Regions from separate parts of the Sus scrofa genome. Here region 1 is linked to region 2. Evidence: chromatin contacts called from public Hi-C data. All regions are on one chromosome and are shown on one strand. Each heading gives the region's core, a stretch centred on a gene start, on an enhancer-like site or on the middle of the called end of the contact. The rest is flanking DNA. Distances are from core to core; before and after follow the strand shown.

Region 1 (6,607 bases), core at 2,667-5,166, 86 kb before region 2:
TCTTTGATGAATATAGAGATAAAAATTCTCAACAAAATTGTGGCCGACTGAATCCAACAACATATAAAAAAGACCATACAGCACGACCAAGTGGGATTCAGACCAGGTTCACAAGGATGGTACAAATCAATTTTCATTAGAAAAATTCAGAAATGAGGGCCAGAATGTAAAAGGAATTAGATATGAATAAATTAATAATTTTAAAAATAAGTTCTAAATTAAAAGAAAACCGAAAAAGAAAAACTTTTTAAATCACAAAGAAATAAAGTGATAAAAAGAATCTGAGAAAAAGTGAAAGTTAAAGAAGACAGATGAGAGTTCCCCAGTAGTCTAATAGGTTAAGGATCCAGTGTTGTCACTGCTATAGCACAGGTTTGATCCCTGGCCTGGGAACTTCTGCATGCCACAGGAGCAGGGAAAAAAAAAAAGGGAGTTCCCATTGTGGCACAGCAGAAACGAATCCAACTAGGAACCATGAGAATGAGGGTTCAATCCATGGCCTCACTCAGTGGGTTGAGGATCCAGTGTGACGTTAGCTGTGGTGTAGGTCGCAGACGCGGCTTGGATCTGGCGTTGCTGTGGCTGTGGTGCAGGCCGGCAGCTGTAGCTCCGATTAGACCCCTAGCCTGGAAACCTCCATATGCTGCGAGTGTGGAACTAAAAAGCAAAAAAAAAGGAAAGAAAAAAAGAAAAAGAAAGAAATGCTACTGATTGTTCATGTCAGAGCATGGCAGGAAACCAACCTCTCACTGTGAAGGGTTCCCTTTCCTAAACAAGCTGCAGAGCTCTTCACCAGGATGGTGACTGGAATGGCCTTCACCTTAGAATCATCCCTAAGTTCCGTGTCATTTGCCCCATGCCATCTACATATGTTAGATTCTACAACAAAGGCTAAGAGTTTTGTATTTAGGAGTTCCCGTCGTGGCTCAGTGGTTAATGAATCCGACTAGGAACCATGATGTTGTGGGTTCGATCCCTGGCCTTGCTCAGTGGGTTAAGGATCCGGCGTTGCCATGGGCTGTGGTGTAGGTTTCGGACGAGGCTCGGATCCCACATTGCCGTGGTTGTGGTGTAGGTAGGCCTGCGGCTTCAGCTCTGATTCATCTCCTAGCCTGGGAACCTCCATATGCTGCGGGAGTAGACCAAGAAATGGCTAAAAGACAAAAAAAAAAAAAAAGATTTTTGTATTTAAGAAACAAACTATTAGATACAATTAAACGAATTATTAGATATAATTAAAACAAATTAGATTTTGTTTTTCCTTCTTTTCTGTTTTTATGTGGCACTACTGCAATAAAGTTTCCTTATATCTGATTGGAAGACAATATACAAGTAAATATATTACATTGTTCTTTATCATCTAATTCATATAAATATCACTAGAATCCATGCAGGATCCATGCGAAAACATGAAAACCTAGTGGCTACCATTCAACTTCAGTAAATTAAATGTGATTCTTATTACTCTCTAGCTATTAATGACATTATCATTCTGGTGAATGCCAAGCAACCTCTTTTTTTTTTTTTCCCTCGGTCTTTTTGCCTTTTCTAGGGCCGTTCCCGTGACATGTGAGGGTTCCCAGGCTAGGGGTCTAATCGGAGCTGTAGCCGCCGGCCTACACCACAGCCACAGCAACATGGGATCCAAGCCATGTCTGCAACCTACACCACAGCTAACAGCAACACTGGATCCTTAACCCACTGAGGAAGGCCAGGGATCGAACCCGCAACCTCATGGTTCTTAGTCGGATTCGTTAACCACTCAGCCACAATGGGAACTCCCTCAAGCAACTTCTAAGAATTCCACAGAACAGACAGGTAAACAGCAAATGGCAGGTGCTCTAACAGAAACCAGTACCTTCTGTGAGTCAATCAGAAGCTGATTACCCAACTAGAACCATGAGAGACTGACCCAGGGCACGGCACACAGAAGGTCAGATTAGCTGATGCTCAATCTACCCTGGGCTCCACTGGTCCCATTAATGCTTTCAAATTCAACAGCCATGGCAAAGCTCCATCTCTGCACAACTAACATTTTTCTTCCGGCTTTCTTTTGAATTTCTCTGTTTCTTACTCATTTACAAGCAATAGTAGGGAATGGTAGATAAAAGTTGACCTGGCTGAAATAAGTTCAGGCAAAATCAAATTACTACCCACAAGCATTATTTCTGATTAGTTTTTCTTAACTCACAAAGGGTCTGATAAAAGTCATCTGCCTAAGAAGTAAGAGTCTCACTGGCTCATAGAAAAAGGAACCCTCTACGGTCAAGCCATTCTCAGCCCTATCATTTCCCCTGCTGCACATCAAGTTGCCTGGCCAGGGTCTGAATCTGAGCCGCATGTGCGACCTAGACCACAGCTGTGTTAACACACTGTGCTGGGCTCAGGACTGAGCCAGCAGCGCCACGGAGACAAACCGGACCATGAACCCACCATGTCACAGTGGGAATAATAAAACATTTTTTAAAAAAACTCAGTTCTATGTATTACATACTGTGTGCTCATCTACCTGACATAAAAAAAAGCATCAGGAAATTTCACCTGGAGGCTGGCAGAGCCCATGCCCAGTCAGGAAGTACTCACTCATGTTCAAGGCAGCCATCCCTCCTTGCGGAGCTGCTGGGTACACATTCGGCACGTTTGTCGTCATAAAATCCGCTATCTGCTGTAGCGCCAACAGGCCTGTGGGGTTCTTCCCCTTTTTGAACTGTTCCTGTATCATTGATTCCAACTCTTCACAGAAAGCCTAATAAAAGCCAGATCAGAACAATGAGACACCACTTCTTTTCTGTTCCTTGGGAAGGCAGGGCTAACCATTACAAAGATCAGTCTTTTTGTTTGTTTTCATCCAGTGCTGGAAAAGGAAGTGGATATTCTCATACATCTCACTTCTTGCCGCATAAATTAGTACATTCTCTCTGGAAAGGAATTTAACAATACAGAGGCTTAACACTTTGGAAAGGCACTTCCTATTCCTCCGTGTCTTTTCTAGAACTAATCAGAGATGTGCTCAAAGACTTATTCACAAGGATATACATCCCAGTACAACTACTACAGGGAAAACAGCAAGCAGTCTACATTTCACAAGCAGAGGACTGAATAAATATGAGTCAGGGGAATTCTATGCACCAGTTCAACATGAAAGGCTGAAAAAAATTAAATAACACTGTTCTGGGCGCTGAGAACACAGACAGAAAAGAACAGCTTTGCCATCAAGGAACTTAAACCTCAAGAAGGAAGACACAAAAAAGAAGAAAATCCACAGTACAAGGGGACCTCTGTATCCGTCCAAAGCATTCAGATGACCTGTGCGCGCAGTAGAGAGCTGAGCTTGGCAATGACCTGTGAGGTTGGAGTCGCCCACCTCCGTTCCAGATTCTGGCCCCGACTAACAGGCACCACCAATGACCTTGCGTGCCTGCTTGGTCCTGACTCCTGAGGTTCAACCTGAGGTCCACTCCTTCGCCTCTCAGCCTCCTGATCACCTCCCCTCCAGTGACCCTGTCACTCAACTCACCTGGCCTTCTATTTCTACGGTCACGCCCTAGAGACCTCCCCTTTCCTAGTACCTGGGCCCTCTTCAATCTCAGAGCCAGGCGTGTGCTCTCCATCAGCCTTTCCTGGTGTCCAGCTCAGCCTCCCTTCAAGCCCGTTGTGATCCTAAGACCTCACCTTCACCATCCCTCACCCTCCCCGTGTCCCGACTCCCCTCACTCACATCAGACCCGTGGTTTAACAGGCTGACCCTTCCCTTGCTTACAACTTCAACTCTCCGCCATCTCATCCCGCAAAATCCCCACCCTCGCCAAGTTCAACTCTTCTCTGTTTCTACTCATGCTGCTGATGCTGAAAGGGGCTGGAGGGAAAACCCGGGCCATGCTGCACGGCCTCGCTGTAAATGCATGACCACTGCGCTGAGCGCACCCTTTGCATGAAACCAGGGACCAGCCCCTCGCCCACGCCCCACGCAGTCTCTGCACGGCTCCCCGGGCTCACTGTCGGCAGACCACCGCACTTGCTGTTCCGCTGAGAACAGAGAATCGATCTGAAGGAAACTTCCACAGGCTCCCTCTGACACCCACCCACCCATCAGCGTCCATGCCCACACAGTGGGCCTCCCCACTCCAAACTGTGGTTGGACGGGCCTCACTCCTAAAACCGAGAAACCAACACCAGGACGTTCTATTAAGTAAACCCCAGACTCTAATCGTCTTTTCACGAATGACCTTTCTCTGTCCAAGCTCCCACAGCGACTGAGGTCAGCAACATGCTGGCGCTGTGTTCTAAACAACAGGGGAGCGACTTCCCTGGATCTCTGCACGCCCAGTGCCTGGCACATAGTAGGTGTGCTGGGTTTAGTTTCTTCACTCTGTCCTTTGTGATTTTTACTTGGTTTCTTGTTGCTTTTGCACACGAAAACCGCTCAAGCCAATGTTAACCTGATTTTTCCTCTCACCGCTTTCTTCCCCATCCATCAGCAAATGCTATTTATCCTACCTTCAAAATGAAACTTAAACGAGTCCACCTCTCTCCACATCCACCACCACCAGTGTCCCAAGCTACCATTACCTCTTGTTTGGAAGACGGCTTTCTCTCTCGCCCCATGTGACGCTCTCTCTCTACCAAAGCCAGTGTGAGTTGTTCAAAGACAGAACTGTGCTGGTCCCAACTGCAGCTCTCCAACGACTCTCAATTGTACTCAGTGCAAAACAGACTCCCAAGCTGAGCTCGCCAGCCTCCACGCCTGCTCCCTCCTCCAACCCACTGCACCCCCCTCCTTGTGCGAGTGCTCAGACCACACTGGCTGTCCTTTGACTCTTTCAAGCTCATTCCTATCTCAGGAATTTCGCATCTGCTGCTCCCTCAATCCGGAATGTCTCTCCCCCTGATGCCTGCAAGGCTGGCTCCCTACTGTCGTTCGGCACTCGGATTAAATCGTCCTCATTCAGAGAGGCCTGGTCTGAGCACAGTCGTACTCAATCTCATCATCCAGCTGCACTCCGACTGCGCTGTTTGTCCTTTACTGGTTATCTCCTTCAACTAGACTGCACAGCCTGAGACTCATCTGGGTGTTTACACAGTTGTCATGTATTTATCAAAATTCATCAAGCTGTGTACTTAAGACTTGAGTACTTCACGGTAAGTTCTATTATTGAGGAATAACATATGAATACCATTCACAACCAAACAAATAAGCTTCACATGCTTTGTTTACTGCTAAATGCCCAGTTCCTTGAAAATGGAGATGACCAACATTTTTTTTTAATTCAATGTGCTATCTGCCAAGTGACACCCCAAAATGTTAACAAAATAAAACAAAAACAGATTAAAAGGATAAAAAGAATGAAGCACGCACAAAGGCAGCAGCATCAACATGAGTAAACTATGAAAACAGCAGTGCTTTACCTGAAGATGCAGACAGAGGACACTTAGTTGGGTGTGATTGTGGTTCAAATGCCAACCATAACTTAAAGGTAAAATCAATCAACAATCAGGTACTGTTAAGATCTCCTAAGTGTCTAGCAGCAAGCTAGGTGGTACTGGAGGAAAGAGTAGTTTTGAAATGGTCCCAATTTATAAACACTCTCCAGAGGAAGTTCCCATTGTGGCTCAGTGGTAACAAGCCCAACTAGTATCCATGAGGATGTGGGTTCAATCCCTGGCCTCGCTAAATGGGTTAAGGATCCGGACTGCTGTGAACTGTGGTGTAGGTCGCAGGAATGGCTCGGATCCCACACTGCTGTGGCTGTGGTGTAACTCTGATTCAAGCCTAGCCTGGAAACTTCCATATGCCCCAGGTGTGGCCTGAAAAAAAAAAGGCAAAACAAAACAAAAAAAAAAAAAAACCCCAAAACTCTCCAGAGCAGCAGTGAGTAGTAAAAAGGAGAAATAAACATCTCCTACATCTCCTACCCCTTATGATACTGAAGAGTTTCAATGACTGTGTCTGGGAGTTCCCATGATGGCACAGCAGAAACAAATCCGACTAGGAACCGTGAGGTTGTGGCTTCGATCCCTGGCCTTGCTCAGTGGGTTAAGTATCTGGCATTGCCATAAGTTGTGGTGCAGGTCGCAGATGAGGCTCAGATCTGGTGTTGCTGTGGCTGTGGTATCGGCCAGCGCCTACAGCTCCGATTTAGACCCCTAACCTGGGAACCTCCGTATGCTGCGAGCGCAGCCCTGAAAAGACAAAAAGACAAAAAATAAAATAAAATAAAGATTGGGTCTGATAATGAACTAAATTGAATTCTTTTTTTTAAATGATTTTTATTTTTTTCCCCATATAGTTGGTTTATAGTGTTCTGTCAATTATCTCTCGTACAGCGAGGTGACCCAGTCACACTTACACCACACATTCTTTTTCTCACATTATCCTCCATCATGCTCCAGCATAAGTGCCCACAGTTCTCAGTGCTGTCCAGGATAAAGTGAACTCTCTTAACAGCCACACACACATATGCACAAGGTGCTGACTTCCTGTGCTGCGGTCAGCTGACTACGACACGTACAGCAGAGCACGGGAGCTGACGCAGCGGAAGAAAGAGGACGACACTTGGTCAGAGAAAAAGCATCTTACGGGACTTTGCAGAATCATGGACACTCTCTT
Region 2 (7,465 bases), core at 4,437-6,936:
CCCCACCCCCAGCCCCTGCTGGCCACGCTGCACTCCTAGAGGTTTAGGGCCATGTGGGAAGCCACCACTCATCTTACACTGAGGGGCAGAGAGTCAGCCACTCCATCCTCAAACCCAGCTCATGACCAGCCAGAGGGCACCCCGTGGTTCAGGGCCTGCTGGGGAAGGGCCTTCCTTCTCTGGCCTCAGGTAGAAGGGAAGCGGCTGGGGCTGGGGCGGGCAGTCCTCGAGGGACAAGGCAAGGGCTGCGTCCTGAGAGTCTTGCCCTGCTCCAGCCCGGGGGCTGCTCCTCCCACTTGTCCACACAGGGCTCCCAGCCCCACTCGTCAGCATCCTTCCCACTGCTCTCCTGCTGGCTGCACCTCTAACCTCACAGGCCCCGCCTCCAGAACTGGCTCTCTGGGACCCAAAGACGAGGTCCCCACTGTGGCCAGTGGCTCAGGGGGAGCCCAGGATGACCCCAGTCGAGGCCCCAGCATGGGTCTCTAGGAAGGAACAGCCACCGAGAAAGGAATGGGCCCGAGAGTGGGGCGCCGCAGACTCCCTACCTCCGTCTCCCTGTCTGAACCATTCAGGGGCCCCTGAGACCACATGGTTGGAGTGGGGACTGCTGAGGGTGGCAGCAGCTGGACCCCAGGACCAGGGAAAGGGGCAGCCTGATGGCAACCTGCAGAGGTTCGAGTGAGGCCGCAGCACAACCACCCACTGGGATCTGATCAGAAATTTCGCCCACCAGGCGGGCAGCAGAGGCCTGCCCAATGGCACCTCCGTCTCTGATGCTGAGCGGGAGTTGAACGCGCCCGCCTGCAGCTGGCAGGGCTTCTGGGTTCCAGGAGCTCTTGGGATGCTCAGCAGGGGGCCCTCCCTCCTGGGGGCCAGGTGCCCATGGGCACTTTGGGCACAGGTGCTCAGGGGCGGCCCTGTCTTTCATGAGCCCCCAGTTGGGCAGGGAGAAGCAGACAGAGGAACATGGTGACAGGGCACAGGTTGGGGGCTTAAAGGGAGCACTTAGCTCTGGGAGGCCGGGGACAGGGCCCAGCGAGGTCCCTGAGCACCGAGCAGGACAGACACCCATGCCTTTTATTAAACTGTCTCTGAGGCAGAGAGCTGAGCTGCCACCTATCCATGCCTGGCCCAGGGTCTGGTACAAAGGGCACCCAGCATGACGAGAGGAGCGGAGGCCTGGGGGGCAGCAGCTTCTGGAAGGGGATCCACCACCGCCCCAGGGGCAAGGGTCGGGTGGAGGGGCAAAGGCCAGGGCCCGAGCCGGGGCCCTAAGTGGGCTGTGGATATCGCCCCTGGCCCCCAAGTCTCTGGCGCCAAGCCACGGCTTCCTCTGCCATTCCAGGCCCTATGTTGATCCCAGACCTCTCCTCATCTTGCCAGGGGCAGCCAGCAGTGCAGGGTGGGGGCCAGGCGGGCTGCTCCGGGCCCAGGGCTGTGGGTGGGGCCACAGAGGCAGCCCAGGGGGTGAGGACACCCAGCTCTCTAAGGCCATGGAACAGGCTCTGGGGTTACAACACGCCCTCGGGCAAGGCTATAGGAAACCTGCCAAATGGAGCTTTGGGCTCTGTGCGGGGTTAAGTGCCGGGGTCTGTGAGGGGTCTGTGCGGGGTCTGTGCAGGGTTAAGTGCAGGGTCAAGTGCAAGGAGGCCCCAGCTTGGGTCTGAGGGTGTGGCCTTGACGGGGCCCCCACAGGGCTGGAGAATCCACAGTGCGGGTTTTTCCGCATCTCACTTAGCTCTCCCGAGGATACTGTGAGTTAGAACAGCTTTTACCTCATTTCACGGGAGGGACCTGACGTCCGGAGAGTCGCTGGACATGAAGGGGTCCAGGCTGCTCCAGCGAGGAAACGCGGCTCCCTCTGTTTCCTGGGAGGGCCTCTGTGCTGGCGCCCAGAAGCCCCTGGAAGCCTTCCCCAGGCTGGCTCAGCTGTCAGCCACCAGGAGCCCACCCTTGTCCCAGCATGTGTGGCGCCACCTCAGGGCTGTCACCCGTCATCTTGGCGCACCCTGGGCGTAGGGACCTCCCCTCTCTGCAGGCTCCAGCAGGCAGACGCCCCACACCCTACCCAGTGGCCTGGAACGAGCAAGCTTGGCAGTAGGCCGCCCCAACCCTGGGCTCAGCCAGCACACAATAAACATCTGATTCACAAGGAAGCAGAGGGCACTTCTCGGAATCAGAGCACAGCTGCAGGGAACAGGGTACGGATACCACCAGGGTGGCCTGCCATCCCCCCAGGCCCCGCTGACCTCCCCAGGGCATTGCCTCAGGCGACTGAGACCACACCCTTCCAGGAGGCCAGCTGGCAAGGCCATGGCTAGCTAGCCACGTGGGCCGAGGGTCAGTCATCTCTGGACCTTGGGGTCATGGGTGACAGAAGCTCCAGTCCTGCCAGCAGGTTCCAGTGCGGATCATGACCAGTGGGGCAGGGGCTCACCTGCAGGCGGGACTCTCAGAAGTCCTGCTGCTTCAGGAGAGGGAGGTGGGCGGACCTAGGCATCGCCTGGGAGCCCGCGCCACTTCAAGCACCGTGAGACCCCCTTCCTCACCAGGGCCCAGCCTGGGCTTGCACTTCACTTAGATGGCTCCTGGAGTTCAGGTGCAGCTCAGGAGACAGGCTCCCGAGCCCACATCTGCCCCATGGCCCAGGGCCGCAGGCTTTCATCGCCTGATAGTCGGGAAGGGCAATTCGCTGAGGAGGCTCAGGTCTCCCTGAGAGGCAGCGCCATGTCTCCGGGCATCGCCCTGGCCGCTTTCCAGTGCCCAGGCCCAGGGACAGTAAAGAGGGTGACCAAGTGGCAGGTGCTGTTGGACCTGCGTGCCTGAGGCTACAGAGCCCAGAATGCTTCCGTGCCCCCCACTTCTGGGACTTAGGTCCCCACATGTGTGACCATCCCCAGCCCTTGGATGACTGCAGGGCCACTAGAGGCCTTTCAGAGACAGGTCACCTATGTGGGGGAGGGTTTCAGCCTCCTGACAGCCCCCCTCGCCCTGCCTCCCAGGCCCCTCTGCACTTTCATCCACTGGCCCGTCCACCCCCTCACCACATCCTGTGCACACCAGGTCACTCTGGTCAAACTGGTCTGCTACCCTCCCCCTGCCAGCCTTTGGTTCAGTCTGTTCCCGCCTTCGCGGCCGTCCACACGGCTCAGACAGCTCTCCTCCGGACTGCAAGCCCTCATGCACTGGCCACCCGTAGCCCACCTCCCTTGGTCAGGTGACCTAGTGCTGGCCATGTTCCCTGGGGTAATTAAAGAACCACATACTGAGTGGTTCTTACTGGGGCCACCTACTTTTTTTTTTTTTTTTTTGGCTTTTTAGGGCCGTACCTGTGGCCTATGGAAGTTCCCAGGCTAGGGGTCAAATCGGACCTACAGCTGCCAGCCTATGCCACAGCCACAGCAACATGGGACCCAAGCTGCGTCTGTGACCTACACCGCAGCTCATGACAACACGGGATCCCCAACCCACTGAACGAAGCCAGGAATCAAACTGGCATCTTCACGGACACGAGTCAGATTCATTACCCGCTCAGCCACAACAGGAACTCCTGAGGCCACCTTCTAGCCAGCCAGTGAGAAGAGGGCAGGTGTCCCATAATAGGGCGTCAAGGACAGAAGCCAGGAGGACCCAGGTACCTCCCTGGGCCTGGCCACTCCTGAGAGGCTTGGGCCTTTGCCGTGAGACCCAAGCAGGCAGGGACCTGGGAGCCTACCTTTGCCCCAGGCCTCTCCAGGCCCAGCCCCACCCCCACTCCCAAGCCCAGGAGGCCCAACCATCCCTGTCCTCAAGCCCTCGGGGCCAGGAAAATCACCCCCAGCAGCAGCTCACTGTCACTGAACACTAACCATGTGCCACCACCAGCCCCTGGACAGTCACAGCCATCTAAGATCACCCGGCTGGTAAATGGTGGCTGCCAGATTCAAAGTCAGAACCCAGCCCCTCTGTGACAAAGGCTGGGCCACTGTCTCTCTGCACCCCTTCAGCCTTCCCACATGGAGGCCTGCAAGCTTGTGTGCATCCATGTTGGGGGGGCGATGGGGGCTGACTCAGCACCTCACTTTCCTCTGTCCACGTGAACAAGAAGGGCCAAGGGCAGCCTGGAGTCACCCATCCTCCTACTTTTCCCAGGCTGGCCTCCTCGTCGGGTTCCTCCCTGAGCCTGTAGGCCTGGGGGACGCCCCCCAAAAAGGCTAGGCTGTATCAGCACCCCTCTCTCCAAACAGCCAAAGGGGACTAGACTCGGCCATCTACCCATCTGTTCTGCCTGTCCCCCTGGCTAGGGTGTGCCCCACACACAGCCAAGTGGCAGAGTCGGGGTGCAAGGAAGTGGAATTTGACGGGGTCCCTACCCCTTGGCGCCTCCATCCTGGCCCCCTGGCCCACCCAGAGTGGAGCCCTGGCTCCTGGAGGGCCCTCTGCAGGGGTGTCCTGGGTACAAGTCACAGTGGAGGAGGGCCAGCGGGTAACAGAGCCCAGTCCCCTCCTCTGGTCCCACAGAGCCGGGGCCAGGGGGCTGCCCCAGGGCCACACTGCATCAGTGCTGGGCTAGACTTAAACCTGGAAACCTACCCCTACTCCAGGACTTGCCGTGCCCCCTGGTCATCAGACTGTGCTCAAAATATTCTCACATTTTCTCATCATTATGGCAAAGCAACATTTCCTGAGCCCCTTCGGTGCTGGAGCCTCGTTTCACGTGTCATCGTCAGATAACATGCAATCCCAGAGGTCCCACACAGACCCCCCAACCCAGGCCAAGGGCATTTATAAGGGGCACTTTACTCAGCATGGCCACCTGACCAGCAAGTATAGAAGTCACCAAAGCTGACATACGGGCAAAGTGAGGCACTCAGGGAAGATGTGAGGCAGTCAGGGTCCCGCAGGGTGGCAAAGGGAGCGGGCTCTGGCTGAACGCTGCTCCAACAGGCCAGCTCAGAACCCCAGCCACAGCGACTATCAACACTTCACCAGGGGAAGCAGAGGCCAGGAGCAGCAGGGAAAGAGCTGGGCTGCTGGGAGGGCCGGGTACATGTGGAAGGAAGGCTGTCCCCAACCCCCAGACACTCACTGTTCCCCAGAATAAGAGTCGCAGACACCCCTAGGCCATGGGGCTATCAGTCACTCACACTTCGGTGTGAATTCTCCAACAGGCGGCTTTTCTCCACCCTCCGCGGCACACAGGCTGAGGGAAGGAAAGTTTGCATTACCGGGAGGAGGTGGAGGCAAATTCCGGGCCTGGGCCTTCAGAGGCCGGTCGCGTACGTGTAATGGGGCCTGCGGCCGTCGGCCAGCCCCAGGGGGCTAGGGAAGTGGGGGCTAGAGGGACGGGGTGGGGGTGCGGAACAGATACAACGCCACCGCCCCCCGCCCCTAGGCCTCCAGGGTGCACCCCAGGCACACCTCGAACCCGCTCATTTCAGGCAGTGGTGCTCCGAGTCTGGGCGGGCGCTAGAACTGACCGCCCCGCGCGTCCTACAGCGAGGACCCTGGCCCCTGGGATTCCGGACGCGATCGCGCCCCTCCCGTCCATGCCCGCCGCCCAGCCTTACCTGCCGAGGCTCTGCTCCCAGCCCGCGTCAGGGCCCTGCGTCCGGCAGCGGATCCCGCCTCGGCGGCCCGGCGTTCGCGCCCGCCGGGAGGTAGCCAGGAGCTGGATCCCTCCCGGAGCTGGGCCCGCCCCTCCTGGCTGGCCCCGCCCCCCACAGGCTCCTGCCCCGCCCCGCCCCCCCGGCCCGGCTCCCTCAGTCCCCCAGCGCGTCGGGCCCCGCCCACCCCCGCCTCCGCGCCTCGCCCCCACCCTCCCGGCCCGCCCCTTCGACCTGGTCCCGCCCACTCCCGCCCGGCGCCGCGTTGCCCGGCTCCGGGCCCCGCCCCTTCGAAACGACCCTGCCCCTTTAGTCTCCTCCCCTCCCCCACCCCCACGCACCCGGCCCGAGTCCTCTGGCCCCCGGGGCCCACCTCGCCGACTCCTTTTGCGATCTGAAGGACGCGATGCAGCCCGCAGTCCTCGGGGTTCGAGGTTTGGGCGCAGGGTGGGGATCAGGACCTCAGAGTCTGGGGGTCTCCCACCTTTCCACACTCCTGCTCCCCAGGAGGAGAAGGCAGGAGTTGGCTGCACGTGTGGACCCACCATCCCTGCACAGGCACCCTCTAGGGTTCAGTAAATGCAAGTGCGTGTCCTGCTCAATGACAGCCGGTGGCCCCACCGGAGGGGGTGTCGTCCTCCAACCCGCTGATCCTGATCCTGTAGGAGGAGGCCATGTCCCTCGCGGACCCCATCCCTGCCTCCTTGGTCTCAGGTCTGGAAGGGAGGGACAGGGGCATGGGATGACCCCTCCCCTGCCCCAGGAAGAAGTCTTGCTGGGAACCCAAACTTCGGAACCTGGCCCTTATTTCAGAAGAGTCTCTAGGGCATTTTTCCGCCACTTTGAAGCCAGGACACAGTCCTTGTACCAGGTCTGGACTCTCTTGGCCCAGGGGTCTGATTCCAACACTGGGAGGCCCAGAAAACAGGGTACTTTAAATTTTGCCTCTGGGAGTTCCCTTTGTGGTGCAGGGGAAACTAATCCGACTAGGAACCATGAGGTTGCAGGTTTGTTCCCTGGCCTCGCTCAGTGGGTTAAGGATCTGGCATTGCATTGAGCTGTAGCGTAGATCGAAGATACAGCTCAAGTCTGGCGTTGCTGTCGCTGTGATGTAGGCCTGCAGCTGTAGCTCCAGTTAGACCCCTAGTTTAGGAATTGCCATATGCCCCAGGTGTGGCCCTAAAAAGACCAAAAATAAACAAGTAAATAAATTAATTTTGCCTCCTGGGAGGCTCCCAACCAAGGTCCTTCCCAGAAGTTGTGGGGGGATGGGGAACATGAGTCCAGCTTTAGACGCAGATCACTCTGTTTAAGGGGCAGGGCCCTGGGGGAAAGGGAGCTTGTCAGATCTTGCAGAAAGGGCTTCCTGGGAGGAACTGGCTTCCTGGAGGGGCGTCCTAAAGGGCGGTGTGAGTGGTGGAGATAGGGAGGAGGTGTCCCAGGGAGAAGCAGTACGGCGGGCACGTTTGTAGGGGACTGGAGCTTCCAGAGAAAGGCCTGAGGAGGGGGCTGGGATCCTTGGTCCCAGAGCCCAGGAAGCAGTAAACAGGGGAAGGATAGGATCTGGCTGGCGGCTGAAGAGGCTATGGGGAGGGCAGAAGGCCAGCGCACCGAGGCTGGATTGTCCAGGTGGGAGGCCAAGGTCTGCCCCTCTGTGTGGCACTGGGCATGAAGGGCGGAAGTCCAGCAGGGCAGCCACAGCAGGCGCTGGACCAGCCGCTCTGAACAGGCAGGATGGGGAGCAGCCAGGGGCTAGAACTGGGTTAGGCTGAGTCCGAGAGTCCCAGGCTGTGGGGGTGCCCAGAGTTGTAGCTGAACATGGGCCATGTCCACCTGTCCAGAGCTGCCCAGGTGTGGGTCCCAGGCCCCAGAAAGAG

The links. A called contact is a pair of places that touch in the nucleus more often than the background predicts.
Region 1: a contact with region 2 is called in a Hi-C map of omental adipose tissue, with 1.7 times the contacts expected there. The contact joins the enhancer-like site here to the promoter of SH3BP2 in region 2. A contact is called at or near these places in 1 of 5 promoter capture datasets (fetal liver), 15 of 47 Hi-C or Micro-C datasets (alveolar macrophages, brain, embryonic fibroblasts and 9 more) and 2 of 2 datasets of contacts at active chromatin or transcription factors (alveolar macrophages and skeletal muscle).

The regions. Positions count from the first base shown.
Region 1 is chr8:1,666,695-1,673,301 of Sscrofa11.1, reverse strand. It overlaps ADD1 (alpha-adducin), which reads right to left. Exons shown (of 17, transcript XM_013978492.2): 3 at 6,578-6,607; 4 at 2,584-2,746. Among named protein-coding and RNA genes, the nearest start is that of ADD1, 43 kb to the right of the region's middle. Within about 2 kb of position 3,916, at least 5 of the 83 cell types and tissues checked have an H3K27ac peak or open chromatin away from gene starts, as enhancers often do. A contact at or near this core is called in embryonic fibroblasts and omental adipose tissue, where this site is marked.
Region 2 is chr8:1,581,390-1,588,854 of Sscrofa11.1, reverse strand. It overlaps SH3BP2 (SH3 domain-binding protein 2), which reads right to left and starts at 5,686. Exons shown (of 11, transcript XR_002346534.1): 1 at 5,553-5,686.